4 separate regions of the Mus musculus genome follow, and all the other regions are linked to region 4. The links are chromatin contacts, called in public ChIA-PET and HiChIP or PLAC-seq maps. All regions are on one chromosome and are shown on one strand. The core of a region is the stretch at or near the end of the contact, and the rest is flanking DNA. Distances in the headings are between cores, read along the strand shown.

What was found. HiChIP or PLAC-seq counts read pairs in DNA pulled down with a chosen protein or histone mark. ChIA-PET counts read pairs in DNA pulled down with a chosen protein or histone mark.
Region 1: a contact with region 4 is called in an RNA polymerase II ChIA-PET map of memory CD8 T cells, with 34 read pairs. The contact joins two enhancer-like sites. A contact is called at or near these places in 2 of 15 datasets of contacts at CTCF or cohesin (large pre-B cells and pro-B cells) and 4 of 115 datasets of contacts at active chromatin or transcription factors (effector CD8 T cells, embryonic basal ganglia, large pre-B cells and 1 more).
Region 2: a contact with region 4 is called in an RNA polymerase II ChIA-PET map of memory CD8 T cells, with 11 read pairs. The contact joins two enhancer-like sites. A contact is called at or near these places in 4 of 39 promoter capture datasets (hippocampal neurons, liver, pre-B cells and 1 more), 1 of 15 datasets of contacts at CTCF or cohesin (pro-B cells), 1 of 484 Hi-C or Micro-C datasets (nephron progenitors) and 3 of 115 datasets of contacts at active chromatin or transcription factors (embryonic basal ganglia, extraembryonic endoderm stem cells and memory CD8 T cells).
Region 3: a CTCF HiChIP or PLAC-seq map of CD8 T cells shows a contact between it and region 4, with 7 read pairs. The contact joins two enhancer-like sites. A contact is called at or near these places in 2 of 15 datasets of contacts at CTCF or cohesin (CD8 T cells and pro-B cells), 1 of 484 Hi-C or Micro-C datasets (Th1 cells) and 1 of 115 datasets of contacts at active chromatin or transcription factors (CD8 T cells).

What each region holds. Positions count from the first base shown.
Region 1 is chr12:118,410,587-118,413,286 of GRCm38.p6, reverse strand. No RefSeq gene overlaps it. Among named protein-coding and RNA genes, the nearest start is that of Gm25577, 93 kb to the left of the region's middle. Within about 2 kb of position 1,321, at least 24 of the 459 cell types and tissues checked have an H3K27ac peak or open chromatin away from gene starts, as enhancers often do. A contact at or near this core is called in memory CD8 T cells and pro-B cells, where this site is marked.
Region 2 is chr12:118,254,209-118,256,908 of GRCm38.p6, reverse strand. It overlaps Sp4 (trans-acting transcription factor 4), which reads left to right. Exons shown (of 6, transcript NM_009239.4): 5 at 2,300-2,499. Among named protein-coding and RNA genes, the nearest start is that of Sp4, 46 kb to the left of the region's middle. Within about 2 kb of position 1,283, at least 31 of the 459 cell types and tissues checked have an H3K27ac peak or open chromatin away from gene starts, as enhancers often do. A contact at or near this core is called in memory CD8 T cells, where this site is marked.
Region 3 is chr12:118,389,670-118,392,369 of GRCm38.p6, reverse strand. No RefSeq gene overlaps it. Among named protein-coding and RNA genes, the nearest start is that of Sp4, 90 kb to the right of the region's middle. Within about 2 kb of position 1,414, at least 9 of the 459 cell types and tissues checked have an H3K27ac peak or open chromatin away from gene starts, as enhancers often do. A contact at or near this core is called in CD8 T cells and Th1 cells, where this site is marked.
Region 4 is chr12:117,993,711-117,996,426 of GRCm38.p6, reverse strand. Dnah11 (dynein, axonemal, heavy chain 11) reads left to right here. Exons shown (of 82, transcript NM_010060.3): 55 at 1,137-1,298. Among named protein-coding and RNA genes, the nearest start is that of Cdca7l, 150 kb to the right of the region's middle. Within about 2 kb of position 1,291, at least 42 of the 459 cell types and tissues checked have an H3K27ac peak or open chromatin away from gene starts, as enhancers often do. A contact at or near this core is called in CD8 T cells, Th1 cells, memory CD8 T cells and 1 more, where this site is marked.

The DNA.
Region 1 (2,700 bases), core at 72-2,571, 420 kb before region 4:
AGTGTTGAAGACCCATCTCAGCCCTTTACCTGGGCAAAGCAGGAGAGCTGGCCATGGTTGCATGCTAACCAACTCAGCTACCATCCAGACTCAGATCCAGGGCTTTGAGTTGGCCCACCCCAACATTTACCCCATCTATGAGCAGCTAAAGCTTGTGAAGGGGCCTGTCCTATATATTCAAAGCTGTAGGATCTCCATGACACAATGCAAAAACAGGATGCCCAAGAGGAGTCCCACTGAGCATTTAGGATTGATGGTGTAGCAGAAGCCAGAGAAACAGACCAATGTCTCATTGCAATGAACATTTGCAATTAAAGCTGTTTGAGCAAAAGGGTATATTGTGAGACACACTGCAGTTTCCACGGTGACATTTTAAATTTTTATTTATTTTTAATTTTTGTTTTCTTTTAGGGGGAAGGTTTTAAGGCTAGAGGGCAGATATGGAGGAACAGGAAGATGGAGAGGTCCCAGTGGCCTGCATCAACACTGCTCAGGTTCAGACGTGATTTGGTCTCACTAACCTGGTGGTGATTGTCTGATCTGACTTGTCAGTGGAAACAAGTCTGGCCAACATAGCTTCCAGACACAGCTGCATTGTAAGAATCCTCCACTGGCTGGTGCCAGATTCTGTATGACTGAGGAGACTGAGCAGGAAAAATACTGATGACAAAAGGCTTCCTTTTTCCTGCCATTACAAAATCTGAGTTGCCTATTTCATCTACCCTGATTTGAGCCATGCATGCTGGGCAAAGAATGAGAGCCAGTGAGCAACTGCATGAAAGGCTGATTCACAGCCACAGGACTTTGCTCAATTATAATTACCAATATTGTTTTGGCAGCTTTGGGGAGCTGTGTGCCATGGGCTTGTGCTCAGATATATATTCTGACCTTCATGTCAGTTTAAAGCCAGCAATCACTGGACATTCAGCTTTAGAAAAGCAATAAACACATTCCTTGCTTCCGTTGGTTTCCTCCTCTAACACTGTAAACCTAGGAGGAAGGTAGTTCTGCATGAACAGATTTCTGCATGAAAAACAAGTAAGGGTAAAAGAGGAAGCTAGGTTGGTCAGGGTCCAGGTGTCGGCTTCCTAAGATGCCATGACAAAGCCCCTGACAGCTGTGATCTATCATGCCAAGTCCTGAGAAAAATCAAGGCATCAGCAGGCTATGCGTCTCTGAGGCTTATCTGGGAATTCTTCTTTGCCTCTTTCTACTTCCCGGTAACTGCCCTAGTTGCTACAGACATCTGGTAAGAGGAACTCAGTCAGTGAGTTGTCGCTATCACCTTGTCCTGTGGGCGTATCTGCTGGAGTATTTTCTTGACTAATGAGTGATGCTGGAGAGTCTAGCCCACTGTGGGTGGTGCTGCCTCCATTCTGAGTCGTATAGGAAAGCAGATTGAGCAAACCATGGCCCCTGAGCAGCATTCTTCTGTGTTCTCAGCTTCAGTTCCTGCCTCCAGGTTTATACCTGACATTCCTGCCTTGGCTGTACTTGATAAAGAAATGTAAGTTGAAGTCAAATTAACCCTTTGTCCCCCCAAAGTTGTGTTTTATCAATAGTAACAGAAACCAAACTAGAACATCAGCCCCAGGTGGTCCTTGGTTTGAACATAGATGTATCACTCCTTCGAATCAGTCTTCTCAGGGCACCGTTATTTGTTGTCTCTGTTTGTATGACACGCTTACTTTTTTTTTTTTTTTTTTTTTTAAGATAGGAGTCATGTTGGATCAGTAACACGGCTTACTCTGGTCGACCTCGACCTGACTGATTACACCTGCATTTATTTTGATTCTCAAGGTTCTATTCTGAGGTTTTAAGAAACTATGTGAAAAGCGAACAGAAGCGTAGACTTCTCATAACAAATATTAAGTACTAACGCTAAAATGTGTTAGGAAGAAGTGAATCATTATTATGGGGTCATTGAATACCAGTCCTGCTAGAGGAAACTGAGAAGAGCTCACAAATATAAGCCAAGACTGAGCTGAGACATTCAAAAGCTTGTCCTCATTCTACTCAAGACCTATAAGGAGAGCAAAAGAGAAGAAGCTTGGGGAGTTTTAACACAATTCTATTAAACCAATGGCTAACCACTGAGTTACACAGACACAGTTGTACCTTCTAGAAAGACAGGCAAAAACTGAAACCCTAAAATTATATAAAGAGAGGAAATATGAAATAAATACCCTCTGTGGTTTGCTAAAAGTAACCACAGCTCCCCCAAGACAAGCAAAACATATCATAGCTTATCTGATATGCCCACACTTGCAATCTAAATTACTTTAAGAACTGCAAAGAAATACAAGAGCTGAAAAATGCAACTAAGGGAAATAAAGAATTTACTAGATAAGTTGGACAGCAACTTGAGAAGGTAAAAGGAAGAATGATGGAGTTGGAGTTGCAGCCACAGAAGGGTCATCCCACCCAAGGACACACCAAAACCCAGCAGTGTCAGAAGCAAGTCTACAGAAACAAACAGCTGAATTGTGTGTCACAAGAGTCCCAGCAAGACTGGTGAGAAAAGGGTAGAAATATATTTGAAGATATAGTGCCTGGGAATTCCTCAATTTGATCAAAAGCTCTAACCTACAAAGCCTAGAACCTAGAAGAATCACAGAGAAGTTTGTTATGGTCAAACTGCTGAAACTCAGAAATAATCTCGAAAATAAGAAAAAAGTGATACAATGCTGTCAAAAACTA
Region 2 (2,700 bases), core at 34-2,533, 260 kb before region 4:
CTTTTTCTCCCCCTCTCTTTCTCTCATTTTAATCATAAAGGGTTTTTAATGCCTAACACTTTATTGCATTTATTATAATAATTATGAGCTTTTAAAAAATCTGTATAGTTGTTACAAGTCAAAGGATTTTTGCATATGTATGGTAAAACCCTCCTGGTTATGGTGTATAATTCTCTTTATAAGTGACTGGATTTTGTCTGCTGCACCCTTTTCCCCCTCCTTTCCCCCTCCCTCTCTCTGCCAGCCTCTCTTGTGTCTCTGTCTCTGGGGAATGCTGGCATCATAAGCATGTGCCATACACTGCTTAGTTTGCTGATGTTGAGGATTCTCTTCATATGTGTTCATGAGGTGCTTGTCTCTACTTTTCTTGTATATTGGCCTTCAAGTGAATTGGGAAGTGTTCCCTGTAGTTTTCTTCTTTGAACAAGTCTTTGAAAAGCTTGAAAAAGTTCACACACACACACACACACACACACACACACACACACACACACACACACACTGAGCAGGAGGTGATTATAATAGTACAAACCTTTATCCCAAGCACTAGGTAGCAGAGTCAGTTGGTTCTCTTTTAGGCCAATCTGGTTTACTTAATGAATTCCAGGACAGTCAGTGCTGTATAGTGAGACCTTGTCTCAAAACAAGCAAAAACTTATACATACAGGGGAAAGGGATTTCACGAGAAAAGCTATTTGACTCTCCGCTTTGTAGTTTTTTTTCTGACTAGTTCTTTTTGTTACAGATTTACTTTGACCATTTGTCTTTGCTTGTTTGTTTTTCAAATTTTCTGTTTAAGATGTGTCAGCCTAGGTGGTTGGTGACACTTAATGCTCCTCTAAGAGCCCTTTTATTTTCATGAGATTGATAATGATTTTTATTTGTGAGTGGGGTAATTGAGTCTTTTTGTCTTGGTTAGTTTAGCTGAAGCTTTATTGCTTTGTTGACTTCTGGGAGCATATGTTTTTTTCCGATCTCAAAGCTCACTCTCCCTGTCTACCTGTGCTTCTTTTCACAGATTCACCAACCTGTGGTTTTGCCTTATCTCGAGTAACGCTGTATCTTTCCCTCAGGTGCCTTTGCAACAGTGGTTTCCTTTTAAAAACAAGCCCTTCAGTTAAACTTCAGCTTTCTTACAGATGGTTACAGATGGTCAGTTTCTTTGAGATTGGAGTTCATTCTAGCTAGAATTGGGGCTTTTAAGTGGCAAGTGTGGTAGAGTGCTACCTGATGTAACAGCTGAGTGCTTGGAGGCAGGGACAATAGGCTCACATTTTCTTAACCTTGCCTCTTCCGGCTTGGCAGCTCTAATTTATGAACTGTGCATGAAGGTCAGGAAACACCTAGGCCATATCATTTTCATCAGTCACAATTACTGCAGAGTTCAGTAAGTTGGGCACTGGGTGCCTTTTAGCCACACTCAACAGGAGCTCAGCCTCAGCAACAGGCAGTAGAATGAGAAGCACTGTGCCCTGCCCCTCTCTGGAAGAGGCTGGAGGGAGGAAGCCCTCATGGCTGTACTGTTCTGTAACTCTCCTTTGTCATGGAGGTGGAAAGGAAGAAAAGGAGTTAGTCTTAGATCTATAGACTCCATTGTTACATACTTTAGATTTCAGAGAGAATATTAGTTTTTGCTGTTATTAGTTTTTAGGACTATGACCAGAGATTTTTGAATAGTGTATTGGGAGGTAGATTTATAATTTATTAGTTTTGCTGGGAGGGGTTCATGGAATTCCTTGTCACACTGACCTGCTCTACAAGTGAATCTTAGAACCGTATTCCCCCCGCCCCCCAAGACAGGGTTTCCCTGGCTGTTCTGGAACTCACTCTGTAGACCAGGCTGGCCTCAAACTCAGAAATTTGCCTGTCTCTGCCTCCCAAGTGCTAGGATTAAAGGTGTGCACGGTATATTTTAACTATCTTTTTGATATTTAGAGGATAATTCTCAAGAGGTTTGTTTTCTTTCCTACCTGTGGGTAGCATGCCTACAACTCCAACAATAGGGAGTCTGTGACAGGGAAATCGTGAATATGAGGATAACTGCAACATTATAGCTAGTACAGGCAGTCTGAGCTATGTAGTAGACATAAATTCTGAAGCTTACCACATTTTCATATAAGTGTTTATATAGTACATGACCATATTTGATTTTTTTTTCCTTAATGAAAAAATTTCTCATGTGTTTTTGTTCAGACATACTCAGAAAAGCATTTTCTAATCATGTAGATGGCCTACCTGTGTTTTTGGCACAGATAGAAGCTGAGTTTAGGGTATAATGGTATTGGTTTTGTTCTGTTAGGGGCAGCAGTGAACCAGGAAAGAAGAAGCAGCATGTTTGCCACATTGAAGGGTGTGGGAAAGTATATGGCAAGACCTCTCACCTCCGAGCACATCTCCGATGGCACACTGGAGAAAGACCGTTCATATGCAACTGGATGTTTTGTGGCAAAAGATTCACAAGGAGCGATGAGCTTCAGAGACACAGAAGGACCCACACAGGTTAGTTGGTTTCTCTTGGAGAGAGAGATACTACTTCGTTTTCGAGTGCTTAGTGAAAGTTGCACTGTTGAAGGTCAAGATGCCTTGCTTTCTTTCTGACATACATTTATTTTACTTACTAAATTTTATCACCAGATTTATATGGCCTGGAATTTTTTCCTTTTGCTCATTAGGATGCTAAATCCATACCATGTTTTTCTA
Region 3 (2,700 bases), core at 165-2,664, 400 kb before region 4:
GAAAAATAATTTTATAGAAAATATTAATAGGCAAAAAGTTCAACAAATCCAAGGCAGAATAGATATAAAACCATTCTAAAATTACCATAGATTGCTAAAAGCTAAGAGGAAAGTTTGGAAGCCAAGTTGAATAACCAAGGTCAGCAAGATGGCAGTGTGTAAAGCACCTGCTATACAGAGTGAGGAGTTCAGTCATCATCAGACACAGTAATATGCATCTCTCATCCTAGTGCAAACCAAAGAGTCCCTGGGAGCTTGTGCTACCCTGGTTTACACAGTGGTGAACAAGAAAGGCTCTGTCTCAAACAAGATAGAACACAAGGACCAACACTCAGAGTTATCCTGTTCTTCACATGCACATATATGTACACTCACTTTCCCACAAAACACTATAAACACCATGCAATGCACATAATGTACATATATACACCATGCACACATCACACACAGACACCATGTACACACATATCATGCTCACACATACATACACCATACACACATACAATGCACATATATACACTATACACACACATCATACACACACACACCATGCACACACACATAATGCATATGTGTATATACTATAACCCATAACATAGACAGACACAGTATAAACACATATCAACCCCAAACATGCACACATATATATGCACACACACATCATATACACACATGCACACACACAATGTACATGTATACTCTATACACACACATCATCTACACAGACACCATGTACACCCATATTATGCCCACACATACAGACACAATGTACATATACATATCATATACACAGACATGCACACACAGTCACACATACACACATATTCACACATACACACACCATGCACAAACATACATGCATACATATGCACACACATACATACAAATGCATACATACACACACATGTACATACATGTACACTCACACATTCACACATATGCACAGATTCATACACTATGCACACGCACACAGAAATTAAGTAAGAGATGCATCCCACCAGGGAAATAATGACAGATAAATGATTTGCTCCTTCTAAATCAAATCCAGAAAACGATGGAAAGATACATTTAATGTGCTTCTCTTTAAGAGTTCAACAGCCAGCAACAACATACTCCCAAAGTGAAGAGAAAATAAAGACACTGTTAGATAAACAAAAAATAAATTTAACATAAGTGCATCTGCACCAGAAGAAAAGCTAAAGCAATTCTTCATGCTGAGCAGAAATGACAGTGGGTGCCACCAGGATCCATCAAAGGGATGAGGACAACTGTGGAGTGTGGCTTAGCACATGTTACCTGTGTGACACGCCCAGTACCACCAGAAAAATGATCAAACCCAGAGATAGCAGATAGGTGGGGTAAACATGGGAGCTGTGTCAGCAAGAGAGGGCTGCCAAAATAAACTACCATAGACTGGGAGGCTTTAATGACAGGAACAGACATTTCTCACAGTTCTGAGCTCAGAGTTCATGATGGTGGCGTGATAGGATTGGTTTGTGGTAAGAGAACATGACTCTCCTCTCCCTTGTGTGTCTACATGGTCTGATTTCTGTGTATGTGGGTCTCCTCTACTTGGAAAAGTTCATGCTAGATTAGGAACTACCAAAATAACTTCATCTTAACTTATGCCACACTGAAGACTTGAAATATACATTCTTCTAAAATGTCAAGATTTAAACTTCAATGTATCACAACTTAGCCATAACAAATCTTTTCTATTTTTTTTAAATATATGGAACTATTTTAAGCACAAATTATAGTATTATATCTGTTTCTTATCTAGCTTTATTCTGTTGCTATGGCAAACACCATGATCAATAAGCAACTTAGAATAGTGATGGGTTTATTTCATTTTATAGCCCATCACTGTGAGAAGTCAAGCAGGAACTCTAGCAGAAACTGAGGCAGAGGCAATGGAGGAAAGCTGCTTGCTGGCTTGCTTACGGGTTCATGCTCAGTTAGCTTTCTAATAAGGCCTAGAACTGCTTGCCTAGGGAATGGTGCTGTCCACAGTGGGTTAGATGCTGCTGCGTCAATTAACAATCAACATAATCTCTCAGGCCAATCTGATCTAGGCAATGCCTCAGTGGAAATTTCTGTCTTAAGTGACTTTAGACTTTGTCACATTTACAATTAAAACTAATTAGGAAAATAGGCTTATAGCATACATAAATGTGACTAAGAGCAAGAGAATTAAAGGAAATGTGCTATTTCAAAAATCTCGGGCTGGTGAGATGGCTCAGTGGGTAAGAGCACCCGACTGCTCTTCCGAAGGTCCGAAGTTCAAATCCCAGCAACCACATGGTGGCTCACAACCACCCGTAATGAGATCTGATGCCCTCTTCTGGTGTATCTGAAGACAACTACAGTGTACTTACATATAATAAATAAATAATTCTAAAAAAAAAAAAAAAAATCTCTACATTTTCTCAAAATATTTCAATATTAATTTAAAATAAACTGTGATAAAGAACTATGTCATAATCCCTAGAGAAATTGATAAAAACAACATCCAAAAGCCATAGATAGATGGACTACTGATCAAGAGATAATGATAATGTAATAAAATGTAAGAAGAATAAGATTTAAATGAGGAAAGATAATTTTTGAGGTAAAAAGAAAAACAAATAGCAAATGGCAGGACTGATAAGTCATACTGCTAATTGCTTTAGATGTGAGGAAAGGAAATATATTCTTTCT
Region 4 (2,716 bases), core at 42-2,541:
TCCTGTGTCTTCATGCTTTCCCTGAGCTTACACTTCTAATGGTGGTCCTCTAAAGCTCAGGACCCTTGAATGGTCACACCTACTGTGCTGACAATGAAGAGTTCCTCCCATCCACTGTCTGTGACATGATATTGCAACCAACCTCAGGCTCTACCGATGAATCCCTGTGTCTAGAGAGAGTATACAAATACACGACTGGATCCTCTGACTGTCATGTCCCCATCCATGAATCCCACCAGCTGTGCAGTGAAAATATTTGAAGAGGAACACAACTGTACGGAGTGTGCATATAACCGTACCGAGTGTGTACATACTTCTTTTTATTGTCTTGATTCCCTAAATAGCACAGAATAACAACTCCCTACACTGTTTACCTTGTCTTAGGGGCAATAAGTAATCCTAACAGGAAGGACTAATAGGTGGTTGAAGGATAATAGGTTTGACCTGTGAAAGCAATATACTTTTCATATAAGTGTTTGGAAAACCTGTGGGTATGTTAGGGATCCTGGAACTGATCCCTGGCAGATCCCAAACACAGAACAATGGCTTATTCAGATATTAATTAACTTTTAAATCATTAGCTAGTAAGAAAAAAACTTTTCTTAGCAGAAACATGCTACCCAAGTTTTAAATTTTTCTCTGAAAAATCTCAGGTGAGAACTAAAGAAGATACTTTTTATTTTAAATGCAAACAGAAATTGATGTCATTTGTGATGATAAATCTGGCTTTATTTTATTGTTTTATACTTTGCGTTGAAAAGGTATTTCAGCTTTGTGAAACCTACTGAATCATGTAACAGAAGGAATTTGCAGGTAGAAATGTTGACGATCATGGTGACTTATTTTTATGTGGCTTGTGTTAGGGAACAAGTAAAATGTCCCACTCCCAAAGGGAATCATGAGCTATGCTTGAGAGAAGAGGGGCCACATTTTGAGGAAAGCACAACTGTACTTCTGCCTGCCCTGTGGCACCGCCACTCTGAAAGTCAATGCTACCTTGCACCTTGCTGCCTGGGCTGGGGTAGCTGATTAGTGTGTCTGGCCTTGCCCCCTTCCTCATTGTCTGAGACTTCAGTGTACTGCTTGGCACACTCATCCCTCTGTTGTTTCTGACCTGTCCCCCCTCACCCCTACAGATGGTTTTTTGTTTCTCACCGGTTGGCCACACACTGCGAGTTAGAGCCCGGAAGTTCCCAGCCATAGTTAACTGCACAGCTATTGACTGGTTTCATGAATGGCCACAGGAGGCTCTGGTCTCAGTCAGCAGGAGGTTCATCGAAGAAATTGAGGGGATTGAGGTACGTTGCGTCAGCCTGAGGTAGGTACCCAGCGTGCACAAGTCTCAGTACACTATTGGCAGGAAGCTCGGTCAGCCACTTTCAGTTTCGCAATCTCTGTATCAAATATGTATCTCTTCTTTTATGTTGCTTTTCATTGTATCTGGGTTTTGTGCATTGTTGGGGGTGGGATTCTGGCCTTATGGGGTTATAAGTTATCTTTGTCACTTCTTGATGAGTTTGGTATCTCCAAATACGTTTTTAAATGTCTGTGTGAAAAAAGTAGGTTTGAAGAATAAAGAAAGCAACTGAATCAAGCCTTCCGATTTCCCAGTGGAGTTGAGGCCAGGATCCTTTCTGATTAGAGAGATTGTGTTAGAATGTGACTCCCAGAGAGCTTTGCCCTCACCTCCCATTGAGCAATAAGGTGGGAGTGCCTAGAATAGACCCAGAATTAGTGGAAGTGGCTCTCTCTAAGCCAAAATTGATTGGGGACACTTAAGTAATGTCGTAAGTTCTCACCCTCTCCCTTACTCCAGGAGCCATGATCACCCACATCCAAAGAAACATTATGGCACTTTGTTAAATAGCGTGTCCTCGGGTGGCCAGATGGTTAGAGTCTGGGTATGTTTATGAGATTGACGGTTACTATGCCGCTGTCTTTATTGCGTGGCATGTTATTTTTCCTTTGCGTCTCCTTAAAAAGGGCGTAACCCTATGGGTGTGTGTAGCTTGGGAGTGGTGAAAAGCATTCACTGCTGCATACAGGTTTTCTTTCTCCCCTAAACATGTCTATGAATCTGTTGATCACTGGACTGCAGGGGGAAGCAACATTTAACATGGCAAACACATCTGGGGTGGGAGCACATGCCTGCCTCCTCTCTCCTTCTCTCTTCCACAATCATGTGACAAGTACACGCACAAGGAAACAAGAAAAAAGAAAAGAAAAGAAACGAAAAGAAAAGAAAAGAAAAGAGAAAAGAGAAAAGAGAAAAGAGAAAAGAAAAGAAAAGAAAAGAAAAGAAAAGTCAAGTCTTCTGAAGTTGGGGGGGGGGTAGGAATTAGATCTGCACATCTAGAGAGCCATTAGTTATGATAAAAGTAGTGTTAAGTGTTACTCCCAGCCCCTAGGACAATCTTCAGGTTCTTTAATGTTGTTGAAATACTGGGGCATCATCTTATCTTCCAACAGCTGAGAAGAGAGGTTGGAAGTTCTGATTCTACAGGAATCAATGCCACATACTACTAGCAGATTTCTAGTTTCCTTGGTTCATTTTTATCAAACTTGGAACAAAAGAAGTGGGCTGGTTTCTGAATGGAGTTTTGATTCTCCTCGGTTGGTAGGAGATCCAAGCTAGCAGCTCCAGAGAAGCACACGCACAGCCTCACAGCCTGCCAGTCTTTGCTGTCCTGTGTCTGTGTCTGCTTTCTCCAGCGGA